Regions from separate parts of the Sus scrofa genome. Here region 2 is linked to region 1. A link is a contact called in public promoter capture Hi-C data. All regions are on one chromosome and are shown on one strand. The core of a region is the stretch at or near the end of the contact, and the rest is flanking DNA. Distances in the headings are between cores, read along the strand shown.

Region 1 (7,940 bases), core at 3,951-6,450:
AAGGATCTGGCGTTGCTGTGAGCTGTGGTGTAGGTTGCAGACTCAGCTCAGATCCCGCGTTGCTGTGGCTCTGGCGTAAGCTGGTGGCTACAGCTCCGATTCGACCCCTAGCCTGGGAACCACCATATGCCACGAAAGTGGCCCAAGAAATAGCAAAAAGACAAAAAAAAAAAAAAAAAAAAAAGATATCATCAAGTAATACTTGTGTTTGAGAACTTAAGAAAGGCAATGGGTTTATTAAAAATTACCTATTCATGGAGTTCCTGTCGTGGCTCAGTGGTTAACGAATCTGAATAGGAACCATGAGGTTTCATCCCTGGTGCTGCTGAGTGGGTTGAGGATCCGACGTTGCCGTGAGCTATGGTGTAGGTCGCAGATGCAGCTTGGATCCTGCATTGCTGTGGCTCTGGTGTAGGCTGGTGGCTACAGCTCTGATTAGACCCCTAGCCTGGGAACCTCCATATGCCGCACGTGTGGCCCTGGAAAAGACTAAAAAAAAAAAGACAAAAAAAAAAAAATTCCCTATCCATTTAAAAAAATCAAATCCCTCATCAACTGTACCTTTAGAGATAAACTTGAGAATCACTTGTGGGTTGGCCAGTTGCTATGACCTTGGGGAAGTTGCTTAAACTTGCTCAATCTTAGTTTCCTTATCTGAAAAGTGATGAAAATATCTTCCTCATAGGGTATTTGATAGAATTATGGAGATCATATAAGTACATAAATTTTTATATTCCTGGTATTAAAAACTCAATAAAACTTCAAAAATATGCTAATAGTGATGATACACTCTTTTAGATAAGTAATCACATGAATTTTTACCCTCAATTAAAAAATTCTTTAAAAAATCTCGTTCCCTTACCTTTAGGTTGTATGTTACTATGATCACTATTTCTCTTTAAACTATAACGTAGTCACCATTCCCCAGCATTTTTCTTTTTTGTCAGTTATACTGCATAAACAAGTTTTTTCTTTATTCATCAGAATTATGCCACCTCTTAGCTTCTTCAAGTTTAGATACCTCTGGATCAATCAATATTCATCATGCCCTGAAAAAGCTCAATTTATGGGTAATAAAGTAGATGACTTTAGTATCAGGGACACATATCTTTCTTTTATTAACTGATGATTACTTGTAGAAAAATCAACTAATTTGGCATTCATTCAACAATATTTATTTATCTATTTGCATTAGGCAATATTCTAGGCTGGGGATAGAGCAAAGAAAAAAAAAATCTTTGGCTTTATGGATGTGAGCTGAAAGGATTCCAAGAGGAATAAAATTACTTTTAAATTAGAATAACAAATGGATAATAATAAGTGGGCAGGGCAAAAATCTTTTCTCCCATGGGAAACTTCATTAGGTTATATATTGTAGGATAAAAGGTACATATCTAGTTTTAAAATGTGACAAATAAATGGTAAATCATGGAGATTTCATTCACTTCCTACTGTATATACCAGCTATTACAGGCTGTAAAATTCAATAGGATGGAATACCTTCCCTCACAAAGCTTCTAATCAAGTTGTGGGATATAATAAATCTACTAAAGTGCCTTAATTTCTTCAAAAGACTAATATGAAGAAAAAAGTTGAAGAAGGCACTTGTTCATGTAGCCACCCAAATGGAGCATCTGTGGATGTCACTATTCCAGAGCTAATGGCAGCCATTCTTTTGTGTTACAAATTGGGACATTAGGGCCTCTAGGAAATAGTGATGCCCATCAATAGTCAGCCCACTGGCAATACTGATTTCATTTATCAAGTTACATTTCCGATATTTAATTTTTTTCTTTTTTGCATTTTTAGGGCCGCACACATGGCATATGGAGGTTCCCAGGCTAGGGGTCCAATCAGAGCTGTAGCCTCCAGCCTAGGCCACAGCCACAGCAACGCCAGATCCAAGCCAAGTCTTCGACCTACACCACAGCTCATGGCAATGCCAGATCCTTTACCCACTGAATGAGGCCAGGGATCGAACCTGCGTCCTCATGGATACTAATCAGATTCGTTTCCGCTGAGCTCCTCTAATATTTTAGACTAAAATGTTTCAGTTACTGCACTTTCACAGCAATCTGTAATTACCAAGGGGAGAGATTATACCAAGGGAAACTGTCTTCTTGGATTTTTCTTTTTTAACACATTTGATAGTTAATGTACAATTAGGCACAAATAAGGCAGCCTCTGAAAATGGCATAGGTTGATAATAACACAGCCCCTAGACTGATTAAAAATGAATCTAATCTGTAATCTCAGCACTGGGAAAAACTTACTGGAAAAATTAATGTCTAAGTTTACTTAAAATACAAGTAGAATAACCATAGACCAAAAAAAAAAAAAAAAGAAAGAAAGAAAAAGAAAGACAAAGGAAAAAAAAAACGCAGAAGGAAGTTAAAGTGCTCTAGTTTGGCTGGAGACAAGGAAAGAAGGGCAGGAAGAACGATTTACCCAAAGCCAGATATGGTATTGGAGGGGGCACTTATTTTACAACCCTGGTAGTATACTTGTTTGTTGGATACAACTAACAGAATATAGAACCCTACAGTTTAAATCTCTACCCTAGCAAATAATTGCCCCTTTCAGCGCAAATGTCTCCCCTAGTATCTTCCTGGAGGATCTTCTCCACAAAGACAGGGTCAGGACCCTACAAATCTCCTTCAGGACTAAAACCCTCCACTGGAAAAGCAGGCACTCCAAATGAGAATTTTAAGTTTTATTCACACGTTAATGAGATATGCTGTAATGACAAACACTGTTTATTGTGTATACATCAAGCACTAAGTCAGGTTTATTTTTAATTCTCAGGCTGATTTTTCAAGATGAGTATTTTTACTCTCATTTGATAGAACTGAGGAAACTGAAGTTTAGACAAGATCAATGGCCTCCACAAAATTTGTTTGCATTTTAACAGACGTCTGTCTGATTTAAAAACTTTTACTCTGGTGCTCTTAACCACTGGTGTACATTTCGATTACCTGGAGGACTTTTAAAAATGAAATTCAAATTATTTTTTAATCAAAGAAAATATATAGATGGATAAGAAAAATCAAGAAAAATCAAATAATACTGTTAGACTGGTAATGGAAAACAGCAATCCTCCACATTTTCTCTGCCCATCCCTGATTTTCTTTCTCCAGAGACAATCACTTTTAACTCTTAGGTGGTCCTTATTGTACTTTTTTCTAAGTAACATGTTTATATTACCTTTTTATCAACTTTTCTGATTAGATCTTGATTGATTCTCCCTCATTATGCATACATCTCCTCTCCAATCTCCCCAATGTTACCTAATAATTTGTTACATTATATTTTCAGCATTTACATAATTATGACTGATGTTATATAACTAATACTATTCACAGTTGAATTATGCAGAATAGTTTTTAAACAACATCTTACGTTTTCTGGGGGTTCATAATTACTCAGCTTTGTGCCTAATTTAAAAAAATCTACAGACAACTAAATTATCTCCAGACTCTCTAAATACCAAAAATCTCTTGATTCTATATTCAAACACATCAGGTAATGCATGTTTTTCTTTTTGAGACATACCACCAGAACTGTCATCTTTAGGCATTTCTTGTTGACTTCATGCTGTTTCCCTCTCTTTTCCTCTTTCATAATTATTTTTAGCAACTTCATGGCTATTGCTTAATTAATAAAATGCCCTCTTCCCCATCAACAACAGACGGTATCTCCCAACTTTCCATTTTATAAGGACTCCACCACCATTCCATGTACCTCCTCCCTCCATCCTCACTGGAAACTGCTTTTACACCATTAAGGCTGACAACACTTGCATTCAACTTTGTAACCATAATTAAGTATCCTTTTAAAAAGATGAAGAACATAAATAGCATTTACATTATTTAAATGCTATTCAATAAATCGCCAAGCTTTGTGCTATGCCTGGATTTCCTTCTCTTTGGCTCCAAGGTCTTTGAACTGCATGCTACTTATAGGGACATTGAAATGGAAGCCACTTTCTTACACTCCAACCCTCTGATCCAAATCTTGCTGCACTTTACATTGTTTGGTATCTGAAGGATGCATTTCCTGTACAGTTTGTTTTGTTGTTGTTTTAATAAAAGTATCTTTTCTTTTTGGCCACAGCTTGCAGGGCTTGATGTAGGATCTCGGTTCTAGGACCAGGGATTGAACTCCAGCCACAGGAGCGGTGAAAGCAGCAAATCCTAACCACTAGTCAACCAGGAAACTCCCTCACTGAAAGTTTCTGATGATGTGTTTTCTTTTGTGGGATAAAGAAAACCTATGCCTGCACGTTATAGTCTTAAAATCTTAAGCTTGTAAGTCATTCAATGTCCTGTTTATAATCCAGTCTCTTAGTAGCCTTCCCTTTTTATAACGCATCTTGCTTGTCTCGTTTGTTTTAAAGACGCACAGCTTCTTAAACACCGTCGTGGGTCTTAACTGAAGTTTTCTATTCCTGGAGTCGCGTACCTCTTCCTCGTTTCGCCAGCGCTTTGGAGGCAGACGCAGTTAGGGAGACGGGCTGAAAGCGGAGAGCGCAGCCCCGACCGTGGCCAGGCACTCTCGCGAGATACCGGGGCTCCTCGCCCTCAGCTCCGCCGCGCCGCGGAGGCGCCTGGGAGTCGGCCATCATGCAGGCCGGTGGTACTGGCTGCTTACTCAGGGCTCTAGAAGTGTACCTGCAAGCGGATGTTGAGGACCACGGAGCCCGCGATGTAGAAGTAGGGGAAGTTCATGCGCAGCTGCCAGGCCAGCTCGAAGAAAGCAAGCAGGGTGCGGGAGAGCCCCTTGCAGAAGACGCCGTACGAGCTGGGGGCCACGGCCTGGGTCGGGCCCCTCAGGGCCAAGGATGACGGAGCCGACGTAGTAGCCATGGACCGGTTATCGCCGCTCGCCCGGTGCTGTGCCTGGAGCCGAGGGTGATCGCCCACCCGCGAACCCCCGACTGACGGCCTTGATCACGAGGCGCCAGGGGCTAAGCGGCCGCTTGGCTCACTCTCGCTCCTCACGCAGCCGCTGCTACTTCCCAAGCGGCGCGGAGACCGGGGGCAGCCGCTGGCGCTCCGCCCCTTCCTGTCTGCTGCTTAAAATGATATTCCGCATTTAGAGTTTAACTGTTGGTAGGTCCGAGGGGTTATTCATATATATGCTATACAGTTATTTTTTATAGCAGATACAAACAGCCTTACATACTCTTTTCACTTTAAAATGAAAAAAAAAAAAGTAGAATTCTGTAATTTTCCATAGGGTACAGTCCAAAGCCTACGTTAAAACTCAGGTTTGTCTGCTTTGTGATTTGGGCTGCGAACCAGAAATCTTACCCTTTTGATTTAATAACATTAACTTTAATATCAGGGCAAGATGATCGTATACAAGTTTGGGCACAAAGGTTTTGTATTCAGAACATACTATAACGTAAAAGGATCACAATATTGGGCGGTGGGTTTATTATAACGACTATTTCAATTGCAAGTGTCAGAAATTACATATTTAAGCAAATACACATATACACGTATATACTTTTTTCAGTACATGTTATACACAATATCAAATTCCTACCCGTGTAAACCTATGAAGAGTCCTTATTAGGTATGGAGGCTTGTATCATTTCTGCATGAAGATGCACCTATAAAATATGTGGCTGGGCCCTAATGCTTGGAATACTACTTACCTTTACTCCCAAACTCTGAATAGGCTTAGGGTAACATCATACTGGATGGTTCTTAACCACATATTTTTCTGGTGTTCAAATAATGCCCACCTCATTATCCTCTGTAATCTCTTAAACTAGTAAGCACTGTATTTTTTCCTTATAAACAACCTCTACTTTCATGAGTTATTCAGAAATGTGACCCTGATCATAACCTTCAGCTCAGTCTAGTTCTGAAAAGCATTGTTGATGAAATATCCCACATCTCACCCTTCACTGAATAATTGTAAATATTCAAAGCACAATTAATGTGTTCCAGAAGACTTCTCTTTCTGTACATCATACTCATGATAAGATTGGTACAAATAACATGCATTGTGTGATTTGTAAAACTCACGTATCCTCAGCTAGAATTTCTTTTGCTAAGATTGGTACAAATAATGTGCATTGTGTGATTTGTAAAACTCACGTATCCTCAGCTAGGATTTCTTTTGCTAAGATTGGTACAAATAACGTGCATTGTGTGATTTATAAAACTCAAGTATCCTCAGCTAGAATTTCTTTTGCTACTTTGCTGTGTCAATACTAACTCAGCGACTAGACAGCACTTAGAGGAACTGATTACCTGTTACCTAAGACAACTTCTAAAATACAGATATAGAGACTGAAGAGTAGTGTAAAATGAATGACAACTCTGAAAACCAGGAGGTGTATAGTGCCAGTGTAGAAGTACAATTTACCCTTTCTGAAAATTGAAAGACTATTAGAGGTATTGTGTCCCAGAAGTCATTAAGTCCTTGGGTCTTCCATTTCTAACTCCATAACACCGTGGACTCATTCTTTTCCAGTGTTCTGCACACCCCCATGCCCCTTTCAGCTCTGGTTAACTCCATGAAGACCCTGTTTTCTAGTTTGGAAGTGAAGCAGCCCTTTACTTCCAACATGGCTAGGTTGATGTCCTGTTCCATTTGGAAAGGACTACTCAAAGAAGAGCAATCACAAATCTCCAGCTCCTACTCATTAATGCTGTAGAGCTGACGAAAGATTTCTATCAAGTGAAACTGGCAGTGGAGGGTGGGACAAGACCAGTATTTTACATGGTTGTGGTTTTTATTTTGTCCCGTGATCTTAGGACTTAAGTGACCCATCCACACTCTTTGCCAAGTAGGCACATGTAAGTAAGCTTTCAGCAGGAACATGTCTTAAACTATTTCTCTAGACGATACCTATTAACCCTTTCCTAGTCTTTCTTAACCTTCTATTGTTAACCCTGTGTTCCCAGTTTATTACTTTCTCTTGGCTTTAGTTTAATGATGCTTTGAAAAAGTTTTAAGGTGAGCTGCAGCAGATCTTCAAAGTACCTTACTGGCAAATTATCAACTCCTTTTTAAAAAGAATTTGCCAATATTATTCTAATATTGACCAATTAGTTGAGTGTATATGTTTATGTTTATTTCCAGGCTTTCTATTCGATTCCATTGAACTATGTATCTTTTTATGACAATACCATTTGCTCTGATGATTACAGCTTGTGCTATAGTTTGAAATCAGGATTTGTAATACTCTCAGCTTTGTTCTTCTTTTTCAGGATTGCTTTGTTCAGGGCCTTTTGTGGTTCCATAGAAAATTTAAGATTTTTTTCTATTTATGTGAAAGATTCTATTTTAAGATTGCATTCAACCTATAGATCTCTTGTAATGATACAGACATATTAACAATATAATTCTTCCAATCCATGAGTGTGGAATAGCTTTCAACTTACATATATCTTCATTTTATTCAATTTCTTTTATCAATGTCTTGTTAAATTTCTTTTATCAATGTTTTGCAGTTTTCAGTGTACAGATTTTTTTAACCCCATTAAATATATTCCTAGGTATTTTATTCTTTTTGATGCAGTGATAAATGGGATTGTTTTCTTATTTTTTCTTTCTGATAGTTCATTGCTTATTGTATAGAAATGCAACTGATTTTTGGATATTAATTTTGTATCTTTACAAGTTTACTGAATTTCTTAATTCTAGTAGGGCTTTTTTTTGGTGGGATTTTTAGGGGTTTTTTTTGCATTTAATATCATGCTATCTGCAAATAAAGACAGTTTTACCTTTTCCTTTTCAATTTGGATGATTTTTATTTTTTATTTTGCCTAATTGTTATGGCTGACTTTCATTATTGTGCTGAATAAAAGTGAGATTGGGCATCATTGTTTTGTTTCTGATATTAGAAGAAAAGCTTTTAGCTTTTCACCATTGAAAAACTGTGGGCTTGTCATATAAAGTTGAGATATATTCCCTCTATA
Region 2 (7,940 bases), core at 3,232-5,731, 600 kb after region 1:
TCAAAAAAGTATCAAAACAGTTCTTATATTCTTTGATATGATGTCAGTATAATAACCCACTCATCAATATTAATTATCAATTAGGATTTTAAGAGACTTCCAATATCTACATTAAATATTTCTATAATATATCAAGTTTTATAAATATATTTCTTTAAAGAAAAGGAAAAAAGTAAAATTTAAACTTTTTATACATTAGATTTATAAAATGCAAACTTATAATTGTAAATATTAATTTAAAGAATGTATTTAAATTTTAAAATTATAAAAATATATTTAGTATTTCTATATTATATAAATGTATAATATATAATTTAATCTGAATCTATTACAAGTAATAGATTATATTTTTCATTTAGGAAATATACTCATTCTAAACAGAAGATATGGAAAGTACAGAAAATTTAAGGAAACAGAAATAAGCACTGGACAAGTATCTCTGGTAGCTGTGTGACCTTCAACAGGTCACTTAACCTCTCTGAGCTACAGAATTTCAATAAGTAAAAGGAAGATGACAATCTTCAAACACATCTTTTACACAATCATGATACAATGAACTTGAATAATCCATTAAATTTTATGTGAAAAAGCTTTGTACATTACAAAGATTTAAACACAAGGGCTGACCTGGAGAAATCCGAAGGTTTTAAATTTAAGAGGACAGATTAATATAGTGAAAAACCTATCCATTTTTGCAGAGAAAAAGAATCCTGTACTAGGAAGACCAGGAGATAATCACACTTAAAAACAAAAATAAATCCAGTACCAAACTAAATGAGTCACAAGTACAAAATGTATAGTGTGAGAAATATAGGTGATAACTAAGTAACATGGTGACATATCATAACTAGATTTATGATGGTGATCACTTTGAAATGAATAGAAAAAATACCACTACGTTGTGTGACAGGATTTAACAGTGTTATAGGTCAATTACGCCTTAAAAACAAACAAATATACAAAGAAAGCCACAGCAAAGGAAATCAGATTTGTGGTTACCAGAGGCGAAGTGGGGGGAGATGGGGTGAGGTGATAAAGGTGGTCAAAGGGTATATAAACTTCCAGTTACTAGATAAATAAGTACTAGGGATATAATACACAGTATGCCAAATTAACACTGATGTATAATTAACACTTTTATGAAAATTGCTGGAGTAAATCCTAAGAATTCTCATCAAAATTTTTTTATCTTTCATTTTGCAACTATATGAGAGGACGGATGTTCACTAAACTTACTGTGATACTCATTCCATGATGTATGTAAGTCAAATCATTTGCTGTACACTTTAAACTTATACAGTTGCCATATGTCAACTGTATCTTAGTAAAACTGGAAGAAAAAATAAAAATAAATAAATAAATAAATAAAAATTGTAGTAGTAATACGTGAATGAGAAATTCAAAGAAAAAGTAGGAAAAGCATGAATTGGCATGACACCAGTGAAGGTCCAACGAGGAGGATGGACAGGAGGAAGCAGGTAAATAAAATCGAAGGGGGAGGGCGCACAGCCTTGTGTCAGGCAGGAATCAGAGACCTGGCAGCTCCAGCCCCAATCAACCAGAGATGGAAACCACAAGAAGGGAGCCAAGAAAGACAGCAACAAAACCAAGTGCAACTGTGACAATGGGAGGAGACAGTGGGATCTTAGGGAACAGGAGGGGAGGGGGAACCATTAAGGCTTTCATTTACCATAAAATATCCACATTTCCCAGGAATGCCAGCTCTGCTCCTCCCTAACGAGGGGCCCTGGGCTAGATGCTTTGCCTGTTTGGGTCTCTTGTTTTCCTATCTGTGAGATGTGGCTAATACTCCACAGGGCTGGACTGTGCATGAATTTTCAAAAAAGCACACCATCTCTCCCAAGTATTTTCCTGCTTTACTGCCGGTTTTCACTTCATTGTCGCTATAAAGATAATTTCAAAATCCCATGACACCCTCTGTCTCAAGGCACAAGCATGCCGATTTTTCTGGATGGCAGCTCTAGAGATGTGCAGAGGCTAAACCCAAGTCACGTGAGCAGTCAGGGTACGTGACTGCTTTAACAACACTCTGGTCAGGCGGAAAAGGGCTTTAGAAATTATTTACTCTAACCCACTTGTCTGTAAACAGGATCCTTCGGCACAGCCAGCCAGATTCAGGCTTCAGCTCAGAACCAGCACCAAATCCCAGAACTCAGAGCAGAGCTCCTTTTGTGTCACAACTAGAAAGAGGGCCAGAGGCTGAACATCTAAGGAACGGGCTGGAAGGATGATGGCTGGTTAAAACCTAACTGGAGGAATCATGAGATCTACGCGATGGCCATGTTACCTTACATTTTATCACGGAGGTAAAACACTTAACACCAGACAATGAGCGGAAAAAAATAAAATTGGGGGGATTAGCTGAAATATTCTGGGTGAATGCATGGAAATGACTAAAATGGAAACGGCTGTTTTGAGGAAGTATATGGAAAATTTAACTTGATTTAGGAATAGCTATGATTCTGAGTCTGTGACTTCCACAGAACCACTGGAACAGAGCTTTATACTGAGAGAGTTCTGAATAAACGGTAGCCGTTCTGCTGACTGGGACGCTTTTCTACCATCATACCACCATCTGTGAACTCTTAAGGGCAACTACAGTTTACTCTGCTATTTCCAATACCTAACAGTGTGAGGTATTTGAATTTAAAATAATTCTGCTTAATAGAACTGCATTAGACACTGAGAAAATAGATGGCATGGGAGGCCCAACAGCCAGGGTGGGGGTTCCCAGCTCTGCCACATACCAGCCCTGTGAGACCTTTTAGGGGGTGACTTCATTTCTCTGGGTTCGGTCCTTCACCTGCAGAATGGGGTTATAATGCTGGGAGGACTAAGTGAATGAATATTAGACAGAGCTCTGAGAATACTCCCAGGTACCTGGTAAGCTAGCAATAAAAGTTAGTTGTCATTTTCAAGACAAGCATGGGTATCACCTTTCTTGGGGGAAAATTTTCAAAGCAGTCATTCAAGGTTCAGAGACCAGGAAAGTAACCTGTGAAGGATCCTTTACTGGGTAATAAGGCTGGCTCTTTTTTTTTAGCTGAAAACCCTTTTGTATGTAATTCCTGGGGAATGGAATGGCCCTAACGTCTCCTCTACTTTATAGGAAAAGGACTGCAAGAGCTTTATAAAGCCCAGGTCGCTGGTGGGTGCTGTAAGAACATGAAAGTTAAATGAGGATTGGAAAGGACGGGAGTACCATTCACAATCAGAAAATCGCAATTCCTTTACGTGTAAATTATACGTAGTATTTATCCTAATTTCCCTGCCCGCAGATAAAGAGCACACTCTCTAGTTTCTAGTTTCTCTAGTCTCTGGTTTCTCATCTCCAAAACTCAACGGTGGTAGTTTCCTCTACCCCACTTTAAAGATTTCTGCCTTCCAACTGGGCTGCGCAGCCCACATTAGAGAAAAACCAGGCAGGAGGCAGTGGAAGGGGGTGATGGGAAAAACGCCCGGATGCAGAACGACACCTTAATATTTCTTCTGTTCCTCCTCACTGCCTGCACTAGTTCCTATTACATAAACCAGCGTCCAAAATCCAAGAAAAAAAAGGTCTCAGCCCTTCCTTACTGTGACCAGGTACAATGTGTTCAGAATAAATACCGGAGGAAGGATGGCTGCCCCCACACACCCCGTAGCCAAGAATGATGAGGCAATCTGGCTGCTGCTGCGCAGAGAACGTGACCTTGTTTTCTGGGCCAGGCCTGTCTTGCGACGCCCCCCCCCCCCACCTTTTCTAATCCTCACAGAATAAAATAAAATATCCACTGGCTTCGGAACATTTCCTTCCCAAACCCAATGCTATGAGGATCAAAGTCCACCTGATTAACGGATAACTACCTAAGGCCGAAACTGATGACAGCAAATCCTCTCTGTGTTCCCTTAATTTCCATGCTGTCTTAAAGGCAGCAAACGGATGATCTCCACCTCATCATTCTCGCACAAAAGGGTCCCTTTTTGAGGACATCCCAACCCACACATCCTCTGAATACTGCTGAGTCACTCAAACGTACGTTCCAATCTAAAACTGCGGTCAGCTCCAAGGATGGGTTCTGACCCTGGGGAAATGGGTTTTAAACGGGCCGCAGTCTCAATGTTCATTCCACTGGCTCTCCTCGTAGTGAAGGGCGTTCAGGTTAGGTAATTTTAGGGATCACCCTTCTTCTGTGCCTTCGGATAGCCATCACGACTTCCCCGCCCCCGGCTCATCCCCCCCCCCGCCTCTCTCCCCCTCCCCCTCCCCAGCACACTCACGGGGACCCGGTCCGGATATTTCTTCCGGATCTTTTCTCCTTCCTTTTTCCGATACTCAAAGGGATGGTCCTCCTTATACTGGAACTTCATGATGGACCGCAGGGTTTCTAAGATCCCCGGACGGGGCCTGCCTCCCTCGCGGACAAACGCGTCTCTCCCGTCTTGATTCCCTCGGCCAAACCGCAATGTGCCTCAGACCCGCTTCCGAAAGGCCAGCCCCGGTCGCTACGCCTCCCCGCACAGCTTTCCGAAGGGGCTTCGGGTCGTCTAGAGGTAGGGGACGGCCAGGTAAAGAATTCCCGGCGGCTTTTCCCGGCAGCTGGGAACACAAAAACAACACGGCGGCGCGGGTATCTTGTGACGTCACGAAGCCCCGCCCCCAGCCCGCCCCCAGGGTTCTGGCGACCGCGGTTGGGGGTGGGCAGGAGCTAGGTCCGTTTCAGTGTTTTCTCCTTCACTCTTAACGTTCTCGAAATCGAGTTGCTTGCAAACAGAGCAATCTTCACCTCTTATTTTATTGGAACTGTGACGTTAAGTGTGTTTTTAAAACCAAAAAAGTGTTCTAAAAATGTCTTCTTCCCTCTCTTTGGCCGTTTCTTGGTTGGGCCCTCAAAACAAATGCAGATGGCGACATCCAGTTTTTTTCAGCTTGTTGGGATCTGAAGTCTGGGAAAGGCAGAGACAGAGGTCCTGAGATACCTCGGGCCAACGCTCAAGTGCCCGGTGCTTGCATTTTGCCCTTCGTCCTTTGGATGGCCCTCTCCCCTGACCTTGGGTGCTGGGCTGGCTCCCTGAACGGTGACCCCTCCTTCACCACGCTGGCGTCATCCTGTTTGGGTCCCTGCAGCAATTTGTTCCTAGAGCAGCAACATAAACAGAGCGTGACTCAGGGATTTGAAGAGGATTTCTATAAGGTGAAGGGCACGAGGTGTCATCAAGGTCCAGAGAAGTGATGTCAGTCACGACTGCTAAGGGCTTTAAGCAAGTTTAGAGATAGAAATGATTTGCTTTCTCCTATTAAGCCAGAAGTTGGATCTGTCTTTTGGGAAAATAAAATATAAAGCGATTCCAGTGTTTAACCCAGCAATCCTCAAGCATTTTTTTCCTCCTAATGCAGAAGTGCACCGGAGGAGAGTATTCCTCTCCTAAGGTGAATACAAAGTGCTCCTTGAAGGCGGGTGGAAGACCAGCCCCCTCTTTCTCAGCAAAGAATCAAAAGACAAAGGCCTTTCCAACCTCTAGTAAGGACGGTGATTCCAGGGATCTGTAGTGGAGGAGCAACAGATATTGTAAAGGGTAAAAAAGAATGAGGAAGAGATGAAGAGTGAAGAGCTGCTTTGCCCTAAACAAGTCTAGGAAGTTCTAAAAAAGCATATTAGACAACAGCAGGCCTATTCACCTGTCTTCTCTAATCAAGGCCTCAGTATCTGATTTAAAAAAACAAACCCACGGGAGTTCCCTGGTGGCCTAGCAGTTAAGGATCAAGTATTGTCACTGCTGTGGCACAGGTTCAATCCCTGGCCAGGGGAACTTCCACATGACATGGGTGTGGCCAAAAAAACTAATAATGAAAATTAAAAACAAACCCACAAAGTAAAAGAAACTAGGTTGCATTATTAAAACAAGGAAGAAAAATGGCATGGCCTTACTTTTTGATGCTAATTATTTTTCCCTGCAGCACGGCATTTTTCAAACCTTATTTTGTATGAAAATCCAGGAATTCTTTTATCACATAATACATTTATAATATTTAATCCTTATTTTCAAATTGAACGTTTTAGATCATTTGAGCTTTGACCCAAATATAGCTAAATGTCTCAAAAGAGTACTTTAAAACAAATTGAGAGAAATAATTACCATGGAGATCAATATTTTTTAAGAATATTTTTTCCTCTCAAATCTACTGAAAACAATCATAGGTAGTTTAAAGCTGATTTTTACTTTTATTTAACCACTGTCAATTTATATATGGACAATAATTTGGAAATGAAATTTAAGTTGATCTTTCTGCCTTAAGGCTTTTCTAAATGCTAACACTTTATCTTAACACTGCCCAATCTGTCAGCCCCCAAAGCTTGTTTTCTTTCCTTGTAGCAGAACTCTTAAAATATTATACAGAAGTTAATTTTATAAATTAAAACATTCAATCTGATAAAAATGTTTCCAAATTCCCTTTTTAACCAAGGACAAAATACTATATTGAAAAGTTCACATTTCAGGGACATACCTTCATTGCTGATGAGAATGGAAAATGGTACACCCACTTTGGAAGACAAACTGATGGCTTCTTAGAAAACATAACAGGAGTTCCCGTCCTGGCGCAGCGGTTAACGAATCCAACTAGGAACCATGAGGTTGCGGGTTCGGTCCCTGCCCTTGCTTAGTGGGTTAACGATCCAGCGTTGCCTTGAGCTGTGGCGTAGGTTGCAGACGTGGCTCGGATCCCACGTTGCTGTGGCTCTGGCATAGGCTGGTGGCTGCAGCTCTGATTGGACCCCTAGCCTGGGAACCTCCATATGCCGGTGGGAGCGGCCCAAGAAATAGCAAAAAGACAAAAAAAAAAAAAAAAAAAAAGAAAAAGAAAAAGAAATCATAACATACTCTTGCAATACAAGACTACAATCAACCACTTAGTGTCAAAGAGCAGAATTTGCTACCCCAAAAAATATCTATGGCATATTAGTTATTTTAAGCGGGTTGTTTTCTAAAAAAAGAGCAGGTGGGGGGAAGCAAGGGAGAGTTACCCTTTTGTAAGTAGCATTTACGTTTGTAAGGAAAGTCTCCTTTATAAGGGTGTCTTCCTTGTACCTAGAAGAAGACCGTGACCAAATCCTTAGAAACTCTCTTATTAATACAGAAGTTGAGGACTTACATCTGCATAATCACCTTACCCTTTCTATTATGTTTTGCCTGGCAAAGGACTCTCCAGTAAATGACTCTCCCCAGCCTCAACATCCCCTTTTGTCTTTAGCCGAGGGAGGTATTTAAAGTGAGGGCTTGGGACATTTTGGTGAGTTCCTCAGTTCTCCTGGGTCTCTCCGGTGTAGACGTGTTATTAAACTTCTCTTTGGTTTTCTCCTGTTAATCTGTCTCATGTCAATTTAATTCTGAGACCAGCCAGAAGAACCTAAAAGGGCAGAAGACAATTTCTTCCTCCCCAACATTAGTATTTACCCAAAGAAGTCGAAAACTTCTGTCCACGTGAAAACCAGCATACAGGTATTTATAGCAGCCGTCTTCATGTGTGTCCAAACTTGGAAGCAACCAAGACGTCCCGAGGTGAGTGATGGACCATTCTCCAAGGCCCTGCCTCCTCCAGATGGAAGGAATGTTAAAGAATCTGTGGACTTTTTTGTTTGTTTGTTTGTTTTGTCTTTTTAGGGCAGAGGGCTGCGCCTGTGACATAGGGAGGTTCCCAGGCTCGGGGGTGAATCAGAGCTGTAGCCGCCAGCCTACACCACAGCCACAGAAATCCGGGATCCAAGCCGTGTTGGCAACCTATACCACAGCTCACAGCAACGCGGATCCCCAACCCACTGAGCAAGGCCAGGGATCGAACTCTCGTCCTCATGGATGCTAGCCTGGTTGGCTAACTGCTAAGCCACGATGGGAACTCCATGTGGACTTATTTTCAAACCACTGTTATTACTCAAATCCAT

What was found. Promoter capture Hi-C pulls out the DNA fragments that hold promoters and counts their contacts.
Region 2: a contact with region 1 is called in a promoter capture Hi-C map of liver, with 5 times the contacts expected there. The contact joins the promoter of GABARAPL1 here to the promoter of SMIM10L1 in region 1. A contact is called at or near these places in 1 of 5 promoter capture datasets (liver) and 1 of 2 datasets of contacts at active chromatin or transcription factors (alveolar macrophages).

What each region holds. Positions count from the first base shown.
Region 1 is chr5:61,158,247-61,166,186 of Sscrofa11.1, forward strand. It overlaps SMIM10L1 (small integral membrane protein 10-like protein 1), which reads right to left and starts at 5,201. Exons shown (of 1, transcript XM_003355574.4): 1 at 2,699-5,201. The coding sequence starts at 4,865. The coding sequence ends at 4,659.
Region 2 is chr5:61,762,946-61,770,885 of Sscrofa11.1, forward strand. GABARAPL1 (GABA(A) receptor-associated protein like 1) reads right to left here and starts at 4,482. Exons shown (of 4, transcript NM_001190287.1): 1 at 4,282-4,482. The coding sequence starts at 4,371.